2 separate regions of the Anser cygnoides genome follow, and region 1 is linked to region 2. Evidence: chromatin contacts called from public Hi-C data. All regions are on one chromosome and are shown on one strand. The core of a region is the stretch at or near the end of the contact, and the rest is flanking DNA. Distances in the headings are between cores, read along the strand shown.

Evidence for each region. A called contact is a pair of places that touch in the nucleus more often than the background predicts.
Region 1: a Hi-C map of liver shows a contact between it and region 2, with 1.8 times the contacts expected there. The contact joins the promoter of SLCO2B1 here to the enhancer-like site in region 2. A contact is called at or near these places in 3 of 7 Hi-C or Micro-C datasets (all in liver).

What each region holds. Positions count from the first base shown.
Region 1 is chr1:211,582,377-211,587,209 of Taihu_goose_T2T_genome, reverse strand. SLCO2B1 (solute carrier organic anion transporter family member 2B1) reads left to right here and starts at 3,011. Exons shown (of 15, transcript XM_013191275.3): 1 at 3,011-3,170.
Region 2 is chr1:211,543,042-211,547,937 of Taihu_goose_T2T_genome, reverse strand. The region is part of intron 8 of SLCO2B1 (solute carrier organic anion transporter family member 2B1); the gene reads left to right. Among named protein-coding and RNA genes, the nearest start is that of SLCO2B1, 39 kb to the left of the region's middle. Within about 2 kb of position 3,082, at least 2 of the 3 cell types and tissues checked have open chromatin away from gene starts, as enhancers often do. A contact at or near this core is called in liver, where this site is marked.

The sequences.
Region 1 (4,833 bases), core at 1,762-4,261, 39 kb before region 2:
AGCCCTAAAATCCAGATGGTTTTTTCCTAACCCCAAGTGTGGAAAAGGACCAGCCTCCTCCCCACCAGAAGAACTGAATCCCATTGCCAGTGTGGGAAATCTTGCTCCTTTGTATCTTGGGCCCGGAGCAGAGTCAGAGCAACCGGCAGAGCCAGGCAGCTGCAGGCATACCCTTGTGGCTGCTTCCAGGCTGTGAGCCCTTTGGAAAAGCCCAATTTCTTCATCTGTGGGCATTTGTAATCTCAGACGCATGACATTTTACAGCCTCTTTGCACAAGATAAGTACTGCTTTCGCTTGCTGCTCACCGGTTTAATTGTTCCGAGGAATCACCCCTCCACCACATCCTCCAGAGAGTTTAACACCATTGAACTGAGCGTAATGAGACCTTTTATTTCCTTTTCTTCAAACATTTCACGTAGCCTATACCGGTCTTATTCGACATGGATTTCCTAGCGCTTGGCTTGCGGGAGGATTTATCCTTTTCGCTTCCATGCCGTGCACTCACGGCCTGCAAAGCGACGTGTGCCCGGCTTTCTGGAGGCAGAAGGCATGAAGCTGAGCGAGCTGCAGGAAGGCTCCCGGTCGGAGAGCGGCAGCAGCGGGCAGGAGATGGCCCCGTGCTGCAGCCGCAGGGCTGGCGCACCTGCAGGGATGCTCCAGCTTCGAGGCGCCCAGGGGCTTTTTTTTTTTTCCAGCATCCCCCCCCTGCACAGCACCATGTGAATTTGCAGCCCGAGGTGTGAGAAGTGATCTGCAGCCAAGAGCACAGGCTCAGAGGAGCATCTCAGTGAAGCTGCATTTTAATTTGTGATTGCAACGGTGGGCGTCCTGCAAGCAGGAGCGCGCAGAAGTGTACCATAACCTTACCTCCCCTGTTGCTCGATTCCTCCCCTCCTTTCTCACACAGGGGACCACGCAACATGCAGAGGGGTGCAGGATCAGACCCTGAGGGTTTGCAGCCAGCGGTGTTTATTCCCTTAGAGCCAAAAGCCCCTTTGGCTCCCCAGAGCTCAGCGCTCTGCCGGGGGCTGCTTGCCCCCCATAAGGGCACCATGCTGGGGACACGATGCGCGTCTCCCGCCGGGGGTGTCCCAGCAAACGGCCATGCTCTGGGGCGCAGAGCAAAACTTGCTGCGGCTCACGCCAGCTAAAGCGAGGTGCTGAGCAAGAGGAATCAATAGATGGTGCTCTTCTTTTGTGCAACGCCGCAGCGCGGGGCTGCAGGCAGGGGTATCCACCTCCGGGCATGGGGCTGAGACCCCCGTGCTGATTTGGGTGCCTGCCCCTCGCTGCTTCACAGCTGAGCCTCCTCTCCTCTCCCATCCTGGAGCTCCGGCCCCAAATTAACCACATTTTGTAGGTCCTGGGGGGGCTGCCTGTGCCCTCTGCAAAGCTTCTCTGGAAAGATAGGACTTATGCAGCTGTGAAATATTAATACTTTTTTTTTTTTTTTTTTTTTTTTTAAGATCTAATAACTCCTTCCTGAGAGATCGCAGAGCCCATGAGAGCTGATAAAGTTTATTTTCTCTGCAGTGCATTATCTGCCTGATGCAGCCCTGCCTGGGAGGACAGCTCAGGGTCACTTGGGCGAGGAGTATTTCTGAACGCACCAATTCGGCTGTCTCCTACTGAGCAAAATGTATCTCTGCTGATAGGGCTAATGAGGCGGGCGTTTAATTATTATTTAATGAGCTTGTGCCCGGACAGCAGATAATCTCTGCTTTGGAAACATCAAGTCACTGTGCCCGTTGCACCCCGTTTCCAGTCTGTGACCCCAGCAGGAACTGCCAGGGGGAAAATGTGGTTGTGGATCTCCTGGCTGCTGCTAAACCACAGCCCTGGGTAGGGAAAAATCCCCGTTGGAGTTTCTACCTCTTGTCTCTGGGACCTTGCTGAAGGGGCCATGGGCACCCAGCATAGCCAGAGAGGGCAGCTGGTGCAGCATTTTGGGCAAGCAGCAGGAGAAGGGCCGGGCTCAGACATCCAGGGCTGTGAAATCATCTGAAACACAGGTTTTTGGGGGTCTGAGATAACTTGTCTGGTGTAAAGCTCCGCCACCCGTGCAGTGCCTGATGCAGCAATTCAATCTCAAGGTGCACGCAAATGACTTTTATGAGGACTGTAAGGTGAACATGAAAAAGTGCGTGCAGGATTAAGGCGTGCAATCCACTGAGAGCAGAAGCTCGTGGTGTTTTATGGCATTTAATCCTGAAAACATCATCTCTGGAGACCATGGGTTATCAAGCAAAGCAGTACGACACCTTCGAAATTAATAGCCCAGACCCAGCATCTCTCAGCAGCCTTGCTTTGCTTTCTTCACCCCATCTGAAGCTCCAAGAAGCCAAAAGCTGCATCGGGGCTGCCAAACCAGGGCTCCCCTGGACCAACGCATCTCCAAGCCTCGGAGGATTTGCCATCGTGTCTCTGCGCCAGGGCCAGCTCCATCCCCAGCCCAGAGTGATGGCCGAGGTGCTGCAGAGGGAGCAAACCCCGCAGTCACACCAAGGAGAGAGGATCCCCAATGCCCCCTCGCAGCCGTCCCCATCCCAGAACCCAAAACATGCAAAGCCACCAGGACAAATCCCCTTTTCCTCTTGGTATATCGAACTAGGGCTGCCTGTGCATTAATTCCTCGGTTCCTTATCTGAAAATGCAGATTAGTGCAAAAAACAGTGCTGAAAAGTAAATAGCACGGGGTTATACAAACTCCCGATCGCAAACCCCAGGACATCACCACAGCTTCAAAGGCAGAAACTGGAATAAGAAAATGGACGTAACAAAAAAGCCTGCTAAGGATGGGACCCTTGAGAAAAGGGGAAAAAAATAATAATAAAAAAAAAGCAAACCCAGCTTGTGCCGGGACCATGCACAGAGTTTACAAAGCCCTGCATCAGCAAACCACATCGGCGGCTCTGTAATCGCTCGGATTGCAGCCTATGGGACGAAAGAAAAATAAAATCCTACCGAAAGAGACGATTGCAAAAGTTTGGGTTAAAATGTGCTCCGGCTTTTGACACGGAGCCCAAGCCCCACCTCCGCACACCCATCCCCACCTCCGGGCTGGGAAGTAAAAGCACCGAATGGCCGGGGCAGCTGCTGCCAGAGGAAAACTTTTGCTCCCAGCCCAGCAGGACGGGACGGGGACGGGGACGGGGCGAATCCTACAACTGTGAGTACGGCAGCAGTGGCCGGGCTCTCGCGTCTGCCCCGTGCTTCGCAGATCGGTGGCGGCGAAGTTCCTCATGCTGCTTTCTTCACTGCCTTCTTTTGCACGGCTCCTTGAACCTGCTTGGTTCCTGGGCTGGATTTCTCTAGTGGCATAAAAAAAAAAAAAAAAGCTAAAGGGAAGAAAAGAAAAAAAAAAAAAAGAGAGAAAAAAGGGAGGAAAAAAAGGAGTGATTGCAAATGTTTTGCACTGCCAGTTCTGCAAGGGCTTTCTGCATGTTTTTGTTGCTCCTTCTCTGCTCCCACTTACTTAAACCCCTTTTTCCAGTGAAGCAGCTCCACTTATTGCTCACTTTGCAGTTTCCTTACCCCTAAGGCTTCCACTTATTTCTCACTTTCCAGCAAGTTTCCCTGTCCCCAAGGCTGCCAGGGCTCCTTTCTCTTGCAGCTTTGCTCCAGTGTTTATGGGAACATCTCTTCCAGCTCTGCCAGGTAGCCCCGGATCCCTGGGAGCTGGTGACAGTGGTGGTGGCACCTGGGGACCTTGCCCAGCCTGGAGTTTTTTGGGCTGGGCATTGCCTGGGAGAGGAGCCGCTCTGCACCAGTTCAAGGAGGATGGATCGCTGTCCTGCTTGCAGAAAGCTGATGGGACCTCCAGAGGGAAGGGGTGGCAGGCAGCGGGGAAGGTGCAGGGCAGGTTGGAAGCGTTGGTGCAGCTCTGCAGGGCTGGGTGAAGATGCAGTGCCTGCAGACGGGGCACTGGCTGCATCCCTGCTGCTCGTGACGGGCGTTTGTGGCTCGTGAGAGGTGCCTGGGGGAAGCCCTGTGGGCACTGGGTGACACGGGCCAGATCCTTGCTGAACTGCTCTGGGGTAAAACACGCTTCTGGGGTGAAACATGCTTCTTTGTGGGCTTGCAAACGGTGGAGGTGGTTTGTGCGGTCCCTTAAATCCCGAGAGCATCCTGGTTTCCAGCTGTAGCACCAGCCCGTCCTCCCTGGAGACCCAAAACGCCGGGAGAAGGCGCGGTGCTTCGTGCGGCCCTGCTGTTTGTGCCTGCGTTTGCTCCTCCTGCCAGCTTTCAGCTGGAATTTTCCCCCTGGGCACGGGGACAATGGGGATGGCTGTGCTGGCTGGAGGGGGAACGTCACCCCCCTGGGGACGAGTCCCCCCCAGACCTGCCCCTTTCCAGGAGCAGATGCTTTCAGCCCTTATCTCTGTCCAGCCACGGAAGCTGTAAAACCTGTTACCCCTCCCGTGCTGAGCTGGTTTCTTTTTGCTCAAGAGGCACGTGATACACCTCGAGGATGAACCCTGGAATCCCTCTGGTGCTTTTGGGGAAGTTCTGCTCTCCAAAAGGGCATACGGCTCCTCTCGTCACACCTGGTGTGTCCGAGGCAGCTCTCACAGCGAGCACCGCTTTGCAGCAGCACCGCGGGCTTTCTCCAGCAAGCAAATCACAAATAAAACCCTGCTTCTCCCCATCTTCTTCACGGTGGAGGAGCTGGAGCAGAACCTGGAGCTAGGAAATGGGTGGGATTTCCGTACCGTGATGTTTTCAGGTCCTGCTGCTTCGTGTCCAACCCAGGCAGGCTCCAAACCATGCGCTGCTGCTCTTAGTGCTCCAGGTCCACGGTGAGAAGCAAAATGCCAGTCAAGGACATTGGA
Region 2 (4,896 bases), core at 1,833-4,332:
TGAGCGCACCCTCAGTAAGTAAGGTCAAGCACTGGGACGAGCTGCCTGGGGAAGAGGTGGAGTCCCTATCCCTGGAGGTATCTAAGAGATGTCTGGATGTGGCACTGAGGGACATGGCTTAGTGGTGGGACTCGGTAGGTCAGGTTGTTTGATGGTCTTGATGATCTCGAAGGCCTTTTCCAACCTAAATTATTCTACGATTTTTCTGCTTGCACACCCATCCATCCTGGCAACGGGCAGGTTGCAATGTTAGTCTCCTCCTATATAAGCCCTCGGGACACAGTTTGGGAATAGTGCTGGGTTACATTCAGCCTACAGTTCTCTCCCTGGTCTGCACACAGCCCAGACTGCACCCTGTGCTGATCGAAGCATCCTTCGAGGGGAGCTCAGCACCGTCGCCCCACCTGGGAGTGGTAGCGCTCAGCATTGCGTGGCTTTATGGCTCACGTGGGCAGTGGGAGAAGGGAACAAAACGTCACCAGAACCCAAAGCCAGGCAGGAAAGTGGGGGCCAAGCAGAGACCCATGAGAAGGGAAAGAATCTCTGATAGAATCACGGAGTGATTCATGTTGGAAGGGACCCTAAAGCCCCCCCAGCCCCCCTGACATGGTCAGGATGCCCTGCCTCCAGCCCAGGCTGCCCCCAGCCCCATCCAGCCTGGCCTTGGGCACTGCCAGGGCTGGGGCACCCCCAGCTCCTTGGGGTAGCCTGGGACAGTGATGATCCTGTTCCAGATACACAGCTAGAGCAGGGTTTGCAGCTTGGGTACAACCATCTGCTATTGCTTGGCTTCCAGGCAATCACAATCCCACCCCAGCAGCCCTGGTAGCTCTTAATCCCCAAAAAAAGTCTCCCCAGGTCCTGTCCTTCAAGGCTGGTGACGATATGACAGCCTGGCTGCCCTGCCTGTCCTGCTGAGGATGGCCAGTGCTGCCTGGAGCCAGGGTCGGAGCAACTAAAATCAGCTGCATCTTTGTGTAGAGTGGTGTTAACCCAGTGCAATGAGCTTGTCTGGAAATCAGGGGGCTCAGGGAGTCTCTTAGAGCTGAAAGGAATCAGCTGGGCTTTGGTCCGTGTCAAAGGGTCAGATTTGTTTGAAAGAAATACTTGGATCTTTGGCAATTACTTAAGAAAAGTAGCCCTACAAAGCCAATCCATGTCAGCTTCCTCCATATTTCTTTTCATTTATTGGGAACTCTCTGTTTTGGTAAGGTCAGTGGAGGGCAGGCACGGCCAGACGAGCGTGGGCAGGTTTCTATTCTGCTGTTTGCACCATTTTCTCATCGCAGCCTGATGCTGAGTTAAAGGAGCAAGCCAGGAGGCTGTTCCCCCACCGACCTTGCACCATCATTTAGCAAACTAGCGTGCTGAGCACACCGGTGCTGGAAGCTATTGTGTGGGAACAGATTTATAGTGTTCAGATGGGATGTTCATACCAACACTCTGCTCTCTGCCACTGAAAAAAAAAAAAAAAAAAGAATAAAAATGAGCTCCCTGCGCCTGGGTGCAGCGAAGGAAATACCTGTGCTTAGGGTTTGCATCAGGGCTGTGCTAATAAATTCATTATTTCTGAGAATTTATCCCCTAAGTCCCAGTCCAGAAAATGATGACGTGGCTGTAATTTTGGCCAGGAGAGCAACCTTGCTGAAATCCCTGGGGTTTTCTAATAGCAGCAGTGATAAAGCTCAGGGCTGGAACTCACTGAGATATGGGGAAAGGCATAAAGGAGTGAGTGTTTGTCCCAGAGCTCTTGAGGGCTGCTAGCATTTGTCATGGCAGGACTCGGACTTTGTGCCCATCAGAGTGGACTGCAGAAAGGTGCTTTTTGACCCAGGATTTTTTCACGAGCTCCTGGCTCTGACACTCCCTTCTCAGGCTGAGATAACTGATGGAGCTCAGCAGATTTGCAGGCCCTTTCAGCCGCGGTGCCCTCCAATCTGCATCTCGTGTCTTCCCCTGGATATTTCAGTCCTGTTCCTCCCTCGTACAGAGTCCTCCCTCCGCTTGTTCTCTGAACGCCACAAGCAGGTTGTAAAATACCCCTGCTGAAAATGCAGCTCCCTCTGCAAACCTGGCCCAAGGCTAAGGAAGCTCCAGATGAGGCAGACACTGCCTGTTCAGGCTGTGATTCAGCAGAGCACTTGAAGCTCCTCCTCGAGCAGTGAAAGGATGAGGAATGCCTTTAAGAGTTCATCACTTTCTTAAGGCTTGGCAGAGGCAAGCACTGAGTTACTAAGCTGACCTGGAGGAGAAAGATGTTCAGAAATGCTGTTTAGTCACTTAGTTCAGCTTAAGTGATGCAAAATGGAGCATGATTATGGAGAAGGAAATGCATTTTGTCATTTGCTCTGTTGCTTCAGTGCACATGGAGATAACAGAGCAAAATAAGGCTTCAAGGAATTTTTGCCACTTATATTATTGGGAACAAAGCGAGGATGGGTTAGAGCCCATCCCAGGAGGTGCTTCGTGTTCTCCATTTCTCTGCAAGCCACTGGGCTTTAAATCTTTCTGGGACAAGGTGTGATGAGCAGCGAGAGCACTTTGCAAAGCCCTGGGAACTGCGCTTCAAGGACAGGAAGAGCTTTTACCTCCACAACCAGCAATAACAGGATGGAGCTGTGTACTGGATAAATACTCAGGCAAAGCACTGGGGACCTTTCCAAACAATGAGGTCGATTACCTGAGAAGTGAGCAGGCTCCGCTTGCTGGAGTTATTCAAAACTAGGAAAGTCAAAGCACTGTGGGGAATGGGCTTGGCTCTTGCACAGATGCGCCGGGGTGACATTGAGTTGCACCCTGCTCCTCGTTCTCACAACGTGCTCCTTCTGCAGCCCTGCTCACAGCAATCAGGAAAGTGGGATTTAGCTAGCTAGAAGTCATTTCCATTGCTAATTTTTAGGCTTCTGTTGAAAACACCTGGGAGGATGTTCAGCTTCTGTTGCGCACACTGGGAATTAATCCATTAAAGGTGATCTTCGAAGCAATTAAAACCCGGGGCTTGTGACTTGTTTGTTTCTCTAAGATGCCTAAAGAAGGTTTCAAGGATTTTTTATTTTTTATTTTAAAGTTTTTAGAACTTTTTTTTTCCACTTGCTTTTAGTATCTGGCCAGCTTCCTCTCCAGAGCTATAAGACAGACTGAATTTGTAACAAGAGGGTGATGGCAAAGGACAGCAACCTTGCTGCCCCCCACCGTGCCGTGGGAGACCTGCTGGCTGTCCTAGTACTACAGCTCTGCTCTGGTGACCACAGGGTAAAGACTGGAAAACTCTAGGTAAAAATAAATCTTTTTTTAGATGATTCTTCCACAAAGAAAGCTGAATTAGCTCTTGGAGATCTTTCAGCAAGCAAGTGGAGGTCTCATACTTGCAATACATGTAAGATTTTCCAGTATGCATACTAGGCAGAAATATGCTTCAAAAAACAAAGACTTCGTTGATACTTCAGAGTAAAATCACCTCCCTTTGTTGAGGTCCACATCAGTTCAGCACTGGGATATTGTCACAACCCCTTCCCTCCCTGGCTGACAGCAGAGCCCCCAGCTCTCCAGCATCTTGGTGTTTCAGGGTCCTTGGCTCTTGGACCTTGCACCCTTGGACCCTCCCTAGAGCCCTCGGTTTGTTGCTCCCCAGTGCCTTGAGCTGTTTGCCTAACCCTGAGCACAGAGAGCCGAGCTGGGGACACGATGTCCCCTACAAACATGAGCTTTGCCTTTGCCTGCGGGTCACTCCCTTGCAGCCACCAATGGGTCTCTGCTCTACGTGTGACTTTTTGGGACTAAAAGAGCTAAAACAAACACACAGCTTGGGGCAGTTCCCAGGCGAGCACCAGATGGTTCTCCCTGCCGCAGCCTCTGCTGGAGCAGATAGAAAGATTGTCCCAGTTGTTTGTGAGCTGCGGAGAATTAACACCATTAATTTACGGCAGGCCCTCGCATTAATCCTCCCCGTTAATTCCTTATCTCTGCTCCAGCATATTGGCTTCCAGAGCCCTCATCTGGGAAGCTCATCCGCTGTTTGTCTGGAAGTTGCCTTTATGCTTGCCCTTTGCTTGCGTGCTGCAAAGCCGGACGAAGAGCACGGAGGAGGCACAGAATGAGGGGGAGCAGAGGCACGAGCAGAAAGGGGGCTCAGGCTCTGCACGAAGGAGAAATTTCTCCAGGCTGGAGAGCTGCAGCTGGAGGGTGTCAGCGCTCAGCAGCCCTCATCCCGCGGGGTGGATGCCTTTGAGGAGCAGGCTGAAGAGGTCTTTGCTTAAGCAGTGAGGGTTCAGCCACAGGGGAATCTGCTGGTGTTTGTCTTGCCTGTAATCAAAAAAATGCATCTTTGCGACTGAAACCGAAAGGACATTAAAACTGCAACCACAGCAAACAAATAAATTAACTCCTAATGACCTCCCAGCTCCTTTTCCTACATGTTTTTTTTTTTTTTTTTTTACAAGAAGCCATGCCAGAAAGTTTCAGGGAAAGGAGCTGAGGCCGTGTTTACTTGGGCCGTGTGTGCAGCCACTCGACGCCGCAGCCCTCAGGACTTGCCCATGGGCAGTGGGGGACAGATATCCAGATTTCAGCTTGCTCAGGACAGCCCATCCTTTAGAGGCAGGAGACACAGGCACAGAGGTTCAGCTGAGGCTGAAAAGCTACCCCGGAGCCACTTGGTTTCCTCCTAAAGCATCCCAGGTCCCTGGCAGCTCTCAATAAGAGCCTGGCAGGAGGTATTGCTATGGATTTGTCCTCTGCATTAGCAGATGCTCAGGGTTGCTCGAGCACGTCGCCCAAGCATCGAGGCCAGCTATCAGTTTTCTTGGGTCAAGATGCTTCACTCAGAGCTTGCTGATGCCTCCAGCCCTTGCCCACAAGACACGTCTTGTTAGACGGCTGCTGTTAGCTGAGAGGGAA